Linked DNA regions of Mus musculus: region 2 is linked to region 1. Evidence: chromatin contacts called from public HiChIP or PLAC-seq data. All regions are on one chromosome and are shown on one strand. The core of a region is the stretch at or near the end of the contact, and the rest is flanking DNA. Distances in the headings are between cores, read along the strand shown.

Evidence for each region. HiChIP or PLAC-seq counts read pairs in DNA pulled down with a chosen protein or histone mark.
Region 2: a contact with region 1 is called in an H3K27ac HiChIP or PLAC-seq map of acute myeloid leukemia, with 6 times the contacts expected there. The contact joins two enhancer-like sites. A contact is called at or near these places in 5 of 115 datasets of contacts at active chromatin or transcription factors (acute myeloid leukemia, bone marrow-derived macrophages, embryonic stem cells and 1 more) and 1 of 9 other capture datasets (adipose tissue).

Annotation. Positions count from the first base shown.
Region 1 is chr13:35,257,950-35,262,403 of GRCm38.p6, forward strand. No RefSeq gene overlaps it. Among named protein-coding and RNA genes, the nearest start is that of Gm22674, 33 kb to the right of the region's middle. Within about 2 kb of position 2,417, at least 4 of the 459 cell types and tissues checked have an H3K27ac peak or open chromatin away from gene starts, as enhancers often do. A contact at or near this core is called in acute myeloid leukemia, where this site is marked.
Region 2 is chr13:35,753,638-35,758,091 of GRCm38.p6, forward strand. All of the region lies in intron 3 of Cdyl (chromodomain protein, Y chromosome-like), which reads left to right. Among named protein-coding and RNA genes, the nearest start is that of Cdyl, 96 kb to the left of the region's middle. Within about 2 kb of position 2,419, at least 48 of the 459 cell types and tissues checked have an H3K27ac peak or open chromatin away from gene starts, as enhancers often do. A contact at or near this core is called in acute myeloid leukemia, where this site is marked.

The sequences.
Region 1 (4,454 bases), core at 1,167-3,666:
TCACTAGTTGAAAAGATGAAGCTCCCAAAGTTTAGTAATGAGATGTTTAAAGTACTCATAAGAGTCTAAGACACAGGAAGGCACATGTTATTCATACTGGTGACAGTAGACAGCAGAATTTTAAAAACAGATAGTTGAGCAAGCATAGTGAAGAAGTTGAGTCCCCATGAGGAGAGAGAGAAAGAGAGAGAGAGAGAGAGAGAGAGAGAGAGAGAGAGAGAGAAGCTTTTTAAATTGGATGAGTCTTAATGGAGCTGTGAATCACTCAAGTAAAACTTGGACAATTATTTCTGTGATACATATATGTGTGTGTGTGTATCAACTATCTTATATATACATATATATACACACGCACATATATATACATATATACACACACATATATATGTATATCTATATATACACACACACACACTCACACACACACACACAAATATATGTGTGTATATGGAAAAAAACTTGAAAAAAAATTCCGATCTGTTGCAAGAGTTGGGTTTTGGTCCAGAAAGCAGAAATAATATTAAGAGAAGAAGGGAAACTTTATCTTGGTGGTTGGGTTTCCTCCATCTTGCTGCCATTTCTGTCCCCAGCAAGAGAATTAGTGGAAAATGTCCAAGGGCAACCAGCCTCATTTGGGAGGGTGGACAGATTACAGTCTAATGGTTCTATTCAATCAGACTGAGTAACCATTTTTCATCAGAATGAAAAAGAGAACTGGAGTGTTCTCATGTCCTGATGGCCATGAGACAAAGAGAATATTATTTTCTTACCTCTTGGACTTTTGCCTGGCTTACCAACTATGGTACCAGTAGTGGAAGGCTGGGCCAGGCATTTCTAGGTTCTTAGTCTTTTATTTAATGAGCTAAAAATAGAGACTCAAAAATTTGCAGAAGTAAGGTGACTATTTGGTGCATTGCAATAGTGCAAGTTACACAAGAATATACCATCAAGACTGACAGTGGGCCTCATGAGTGAGAGTACTTAAGATCCCCAAGCTACAGCCTGGCATTCTGTTTTATGAGATCTAAGGGAAGATGGGTCTGGTTACTAAGGGAAGTAGTTTGCGTGGTTCTCCCTTTTGATTCACTATATTATATAATTATTTCTCTAATGTACATATCCCTTCTCATAATGACTCTGATTTTAATCATATTCATGCACAGTTATGCATAGGCATGAGATGGTAAATAGGAGATTCTTCTTAAAATGTTACTTAAAGGACATAGCTTTGTCTTGCTGTGCATGCACCCCAAACTAAATCAAAACCGATCAACCCTTCTGTTATTCAGACCTAGATACGTTTGGAATACCCTCAAATAGAAACTATTTAAACTTGGTTGTTACCATGGGTGGAGAAACTCATAGCATTGTTCAACAATGGCAATGGGGAGACTAGGAGTTCTGAGGTTGCTAGGTGCACTGTTTGGAGAAGGGTTTGTGTGCATGGTATGTAAAGGAGAAGGTAGGTTGCATAGCACGTTATTACAAGATGTGTAATACCATATTAATACAAGGTATGTGTGTGTGTGTGTGTTCATAAAACCCCAAACCAAATGGAGATCCCAAGTTAAACTATCTCCCATGCTTGCCTGTTTCACCTTGGCTGCTACACACCATTTGGGTCCACTGTCACTTGTGCGTGCAAGACAGCTCTGGGTAGGTAAATGTAGTTGACACTGGTATCATCTGCCACAACTACTTTGTCCACACTCTCCTTCTGATTGGAATCCTGATCTTGTTATCTGTCTTCTGCATTTTACCAAATGCCCTAGCCCCAGGATTCTAAGAACTCTTGTCTGACTGTGGTCTCCTCCAGGGGCTGCTTAGACTATGGCTTCCCAAAGAACAAACTCCAGACAGACACCTGAGAAATGCTACTGCTGACTTCTGGGAAAGGTCTTCGATGTATGCCTGGCCCTGTAGCCGCTCAGTTATTGCAGCCTACCTTGCCACTAGACTGTGGTTGAAGCCAATACTGCCATGGTGAGATAGGAAGAACCTGGCTTGTTTTGATACTGCTCCTCTTCTGCATTAAGCAGTCTTCAGAACCTATTATGGAGTGAGAGAGAAAATTTGCTTTATACAGGGCTGTGGGAGACAGGGATTTCTACTAGTTGCTGACAACTAAGTCAGAAATTCAACACACTGCATTAGAGACCCTCTTTCCACTAATAGTTTAGTGAAATAAGACTCGGCCAGAAGCAAGATGGGAGCTCCCCAAAGCTGCTTTAGGTCCCTGTCTTCTGGCTTGCCTGTTTGTGTGAGACATGCACATCTGGCACTGCGGCATAATTTCCACATTCATATGTTAATGGTATTTGGAAATAGGACCTTTGAAAAAGCAGAACCCTCCAGAATGGGCTAATCTATTCATAGACTTATAAATTATTAGATTAGTGGCCATCTCGGAAGAGACTTGGTTGTAAGCTGAGTTCCCCATAGCTTCCTGCTCTGCCTCACCAAAAGATGCCTCCACAACACCACACTGTTGAAATTTTGAGAAAGTTACCTTATTCTCCTTATAAATTACCCAGTGTCGTCATAAGTTACACCGATTATGAACTACAAAGACATTTGTTTAAAAAGAGGCCACAGAACATGTATACTGATAGACTTGGGTTTAACTGTTCATTGAATCATACTTCCTCTTCTTAAATCTGTTTTTTTTTTCCCTCAAGAAGCAACTTTCTCCCATTTAAAGCCCCTATCTTAGTTACATTTTTATTGATCTGTAAAAATACCATACCAAGGCAACTTATAACAGAAAATGTTTAATTTGGTGCTTACAGTTTCAGAGTGTTAGAGTCTTTAGCAATCATGGACGGCAGGCAGGCATGGTGCTGGAGCAGTAGCTGAGAGCTCCTATCATGAGAGATAGCTCTAGGGGTGGGAGGTGGGTGGAGGATTCTATTTAAATGGTACAAATCTTGAAACCCCAAAGTCTGACCTCAGTAACAAACCTCCTCCAACAAGGGTACACCTCCTAATACTTCTTAACTAGTTCCACTAATTGGGGGAGGAGGCAAGTATATGAGCCTATGGGGGTCATTTTCATTCAAACTACAACTTCCACTCCCTGGAACATACCATAATATGAAATGTGTTTAGTTCAAGTTTAAGAGTCACTATAATCTTTCAGTCTCCAAAGTTATTTTCTGAGATTAAAGAAATGAGTTAATTGCAAACCCTGGTAAAATAGAAATTAGAAGCAGATCACATTATTTCTAACATACAGTGGCAAAGAATCTACATTATCAAAATGGGGGAGCGAGGATGTAGTGAAGAAATACTGGAAAAGGCAAGATGAAAATGCAGAGTGTCAAACTCTAAATCCTTTGCTCCATGTCTGATGTTAGAGGTTGTTCTTCCCTTCCAGCTTTGCTGCCTACCACACACTTGGGATCTCTCTTGGGCTGGTCCAATTACTGTCTGCAGCTCTCCTGGGCAGTTGTTCCATGACTCTGGCATCTCCAACATCTTGAGATCTACAGTGCAATCCAGGTTTCACTTTCACAGCTTCATGCAATAGTCTCTCGGGGCCTCTGGGTAGGGAGTTCCCTACCATACACCTGGCCTCAGCTGCTGTGCACACCTGCAGACAATTCCAGTCCTCCACTTGGGTATTCTTCATAATTCTAAAGCAAAAACCACGCAGGCAACATTGTCATATTTGACTACCCACTTGGAGACTGGCCCCTCCTCCAATTACATTTGCATAATCTTTCCTTTGTAATTGCTTCCTATAATTAATTAATTAATTAACTAATTAATTAATTGATCAATTCACTTTACATCCCAATATCAGCCTCCCATTTCCTTCCAGACCCCCCTGTCACAGCTTCTTTCCCCATCCCTCATCCCATTCTCCTCTGAGGAGGGGGAACCCTCTCTGGACATCACACGCGCGCGCGCACACACACACACACACACACACACACACAGGGTCCAGGTTAGTTGACTCTGTTGGTCTTCCTGTGGAGTCTGTGGAGTCCTTGTCTGGTCCCTCAATCCTTTCCCCAACTCTTGCATAGGACTCCCCAAACTTCATATAATGTTTGGTTGGGAGTCTTTGCATCGGTTTCCATCAGCTGCTGGGTGGAGAATCTCAAAGGACAGTTATGCTAGACTCCTGTCTGCAAACTTAACAGAGTATCATTAATCGTCTCAGGGATTGGTTCTTGCCCTTGGGGTGGGCCTCAATTTGGGTTAGTCATTGGCTTGCCATTCCCCCCGTTTCTGCTTTATTTTTCTCCGTGCACATTTTGTAAGGAGGGCACATGTTAGGTCACAGGTTTTATCAGTGAGTTGCTGTCCTTATCACTACACTGAGAGTCCTTCCTAGCTATAGGAAGTGCCCATTTCAGGATCTATATTCCCCACTGCTAGAAGTCTCAGCTAAACTCATCCCCCCTCAGCTTGCCAAGGTCTCTGCCACCTTCTAGAGACACCTCCAA
Region 2 (4,454 bases), core at 1,169-3,668, 500 kb after region 1:
TATGAACATTTCTTTTTGTCAGTAATTTACTGTTAGAACTTCACTGCATCAAGTAGATGCACACTGGAGCCTTTTCTAATTTACCGTGGGACTAATCTCAAGAGAGAACTAGGGGACACCCCTCCTCCATTCTTTGTAAAAAAAATAGTGACATATCTCATGTGCATTGTTCAACTCTGGGACTCTGTGGGGATTTATGGGGACTGCTGAAGTTGATGTTAGTTGTAGCGTACTTGGACTTCACTGGCTTTCCTAGCATGATCTAACAGCGCCGAAGCACAGATCTGCCAAGGTAGGCACATGCATGACTTAAGGTGGTGGGACTTTGGGGTCTTGGGTCATGAGCCTTGGGAGAGCATAAAGTGTGAGGTGAATTTATGCAAAGGTATGTGTTGGAATGAACTGCCTAGAAGGTCTTCTTCAGAGCTTTGGCATATAGGTGGTAAAGTTAAAGTCATTTTTATGGTCTGTGTTGTACAGTTTTCTCCCAAGCCATTGCTCTGTATTCCATAGACCTGGGGAGGGTTGCTATGAGACGTTTTGAAATGGTCCGGGAAGGTGAGCCGTGTTAGTGGCTTGGTGGGGCCTGTGATCTCCTGCTGCTTGTATGTGTGTTCCCAAGCTTGTTATAAGAAGCAGGATCCTGTGCATTGTCTTCTAGGACAATCCTTAACTGGAAGAAGTATGAGCTGATTTGGTGATGTGTGAGCGAGGTTTGAAATGGCCAGAGCATCTTTTGTCAGTGATTGTCTCCAGTGCTTTAGAGCGTTCAGGCGGCCTAGCTTCCTGCTGGTTGCTCAGGGGTGCTGTGTGCCCCAACTCAGCCCCTGCTTAGAGAGCCATGGTCAGTGGCAGCAGCTAGCACAGAATGCTTGTAGCACAGTCAGTGCTTGTAGCACAGTCAGTGCTTGCTTCTGAGGGCTCGCTGCCTTACCCGGGAACAAAGCTGTCAGGAAGCTGTGTCTTCCAGAGTGCTGTAGTTTGCCTCAGAACTGTCCTCCAGAGGCCTGCTTCTTAAAGGCTTGATAGATCACGAACCTGTGGCCTTATTGGAAAGTGCTGGGCCCTTTAGAATGGGGTGGCGTGGGTGTGGTTGGAGGAAAACTTGATCCCTGGGGGCTGTCTTGGAAGGAACTATTAGGATTCTGGCCACCCCCACCCCCACCCCCCTCTGCTTTCTAACCACCATGAAGTGAGCAGCTAGTTCTACTTCAGGTTTCACCGTCTCACCACAGGCTCTAGATGCAATCCTGTTTATGTCCACCGTGGTCATCTGCCTTGGGTACTGACAGGCTCCCTTGTCTGAGTTTTCTTGTTCCTGGGTCCTGTCTCTGACTTGACTTGATTCCCCACCAGGCCTTCTGCTCTAACTCTCAACTTTGGCTCTGCACTTACTGTCTTGCAGAGCTCTGGACCAGAACACAGGGGCCTAACTCCCACTTTATTTACCTATGTTTTTATCTGTGTGTTCTAAGAGTTTCCTTTTTCTATGAAGTACAGTGTAAGCAGCTGAGCTCAAACTGACTGCCGTTGTCTTCTGACTGGTATATACTCCCCCCTGATTCGAAGATATCCAGATAATGCTTTGAGCCTAAAGAAGAGGTGATCACATGAGTGTGTGTGTGTGTGTGTGTGTGTGTGTGTGTGTATGTGTGTGTGTGTGTGTGTATGTGTGTGCGCGCGCTCACAAAAGTGTGTGGGGGTGTAGTTCACTAGCAGATGATTTGTGCTTTTCCTCTCAGACTGTAACAGAGAATGCCGTAGCATCTGTAGTTGGATACCCAAAATGGACAGTTTTCATCCCTCTCTCTGTTGTGCTTCTTCCTGTTCATGCTGTTTGGCTCTACTTGGCCCGAAGAAGGCTCAAGTACCTATTAGGAGTTGTCAAAAGCTTTTAAGAAGTGGGGCCTAATGGGAGGTCCTTAGGTCACTGTGGGGCATGTTCTTCACAGGGATAGTGAGAACCTGTGTTCTCTTGCCTCCTAGCTGGTAGGTGAACAATTGTCTTTCAGCGCGTGCTCCCTGCCACAGCCTGAAGCAAATCAGCTGTGGGCCGAAAGTAAATCTTAATTCTGTAAGCGATTCTCTCAGGCATTGCGCCACAGGAATGGAAAGCCGTGATCCACACATCCATACCTGTGTTGTCTTAATTTATAAATTAGGCATGGTAAGAGAGTAGGCAATATTCTCTAGCGAGTTTTATGGCTGTGTGCTCCCTTGTTGGCATATGCACCCTGTCAGAGTGCCTGTTTGTAGTGGTACAGTTTCACTTGAAGGAGTATTTTATATCTCTGTTTGACACGTCTTAATTCCTAATCTCTGGGGCCATTATGTAAAATACGAGTTCCTTAACTGTGAGCCCTGTGGTAACTGATAGTTTTACAGCCCAGATGGCTATCAGGTGACTAATGGTGGGTAGTATATACAGTCAGGATACATTTTATGGGGGCTGATGGGCACACGCAGGCTTCTGTGGGGTTGCATCATGCTGTCACTGTGGTGTGGAGTTAGTTCTGCTCTCTTGTTCTTTTTTACCACTCCCCTATCTACCTCAGAAAGATCTTCAGATTAGCATGTCACTAAGGTTCTACTCCTACATGCCTTCTGAGTGTGGTTTGGTTAAATGGATGAATACATATCTGTCAATTCCTTCCTGAGTAGCTTCAGATTTATAGTGGTTATGCAGAATAAAACTTAAAATGTCACAGAATACATTTCTTTTTTGTTTGGTTGGTTGTTTTTTTGTTTGTTTGGTTGGTTTTTTTTGAAACTTTGTTTACTCTCTGTGTAGCCCTGGCTGTCTTGGAACTTACTCTGTAGATCAGGCTAGCTTCAAACTCAGATCTGTCTGCCTGTGCCTCACAAGTGCCGGGATTAAAGATGTACGCCATCACCACCTGGGCTGCAATTAAAAAATTGTTTTAAATTGTACGGGTGCGTCACGTGTGCACTTAGTTGCACGTGTCATGATGTACAGAGGTCAGAAGATAACTTGGTGGAGTCTGTTCTCTCCTTTAGGGATAGCATTGATGTGGATTTCTTCGCTTCCACTTTGACGTTGATTCTAGGGTTCAAGCCCAGGTCTGCCAGGCTTATGTGGCAAGCACCTTTACCTACTGGACCATTTTGCTGGTCCCGAAAATGAGACCTTGTTGAGATAGATGTTCTCATGTTGGTAGGAGGGAATCAGATGTTAACCGTTAGAGCTCGGTAGCTGTAGGGACACCCAGTAAGTACTCCCTCCCCTGTTGTGAGAAGGCAGGCCCCAGGGGGGAAAGGAGCACTGGGTCAGCGTGGTGGTCAGCGTGGTGGTAGGGAGCAGCTGTTCTAACATTTTTCAGAGTCACAATTTCACTAAAGGGGAGGGTGAAGCCTTGGGAGCTCGCCTTGGGGCTTCTGTGGCTTACTCTGCCGCAGTGGAGGGTTGTGGGTGACCTGAGAGGCTGCTTCAGTAGTGGGTCAGGACTCTCCCCACTACTGGGGTGAAGCACAGTAACCCTGTGTGTACCCTCTGATAAGACCAAAGATTGGACCGCCCCCCTGCGTTCCCCAGCTCTTGCTCTAGGTAATGGGTGGAGAGTAAAGATAGGATGGAAATACGCATCCGTTTTCTGGGGGGTTGGGACTGCAGTCCTCCGCTCTGACATGGGAGGTCACATCTGAGTGTGGCCCTCATTTACCTGTGCATGACAGCAACCGTCCTTGCCTTGCCCATTATTAGCGATGTTCTTCAGGGATCCAGGGTCTAGCCGATTTGCCCTTTGGACTGGCCAGTGGCCACAACCCCTTCTGTAATGTGCCATGAGCCAGTCTCTCCATGTCCATGTAGCTGGAGCTGCTGTTCCCACAGTCTCTGGGTGCTTCTGCATTATTCCAGGGATTGCCCAGTGGGATGGCTTCATGTAGTGGACTCCTTGGGGGGTCGTATGTTCAGATAACCTGTATATCAGATACTTACGTTATGATTCGTAACAGTAGCAACCTTACAGTTATGATGCAGCAATGGAATGATTTTGTGGTTGCAGTCATCACAGCATGAGGAACGGTTATTAGGAAGGTTCAGAGCCACTGATTGGATCTAGAAGATCTTTGGCTGGGGAGGGTGTGCTTTAAACATCCCCTAGGAAGGTGGAAGCTCCAGGAGACAGACGTTATCCGTGTTCCCACTTGGCTCAGAGCCAGCCTTTTGCTTCTGGCCAGCATTTCCCTTTGAGCATTCCTCCCAAACCGAGAGGAAAATTTGGTTATTGAGCCCAAAGACCATGCTATCCTTAAGAGCCCTTCTAGAACTCCCTGTTTGTAATCAGAGCATACTGGAGCTGGAGATAGGATCTAGTTAGCCTAGGCTACATAGGGAGATCTGTTTCAAAAGAAAAGAGTCTTCATGAGTTTTAGAGGGCTGATATACCAGTGTGTGCAAGAGTCTGCTGCTCTTAAGAATAGTTGATGATCAG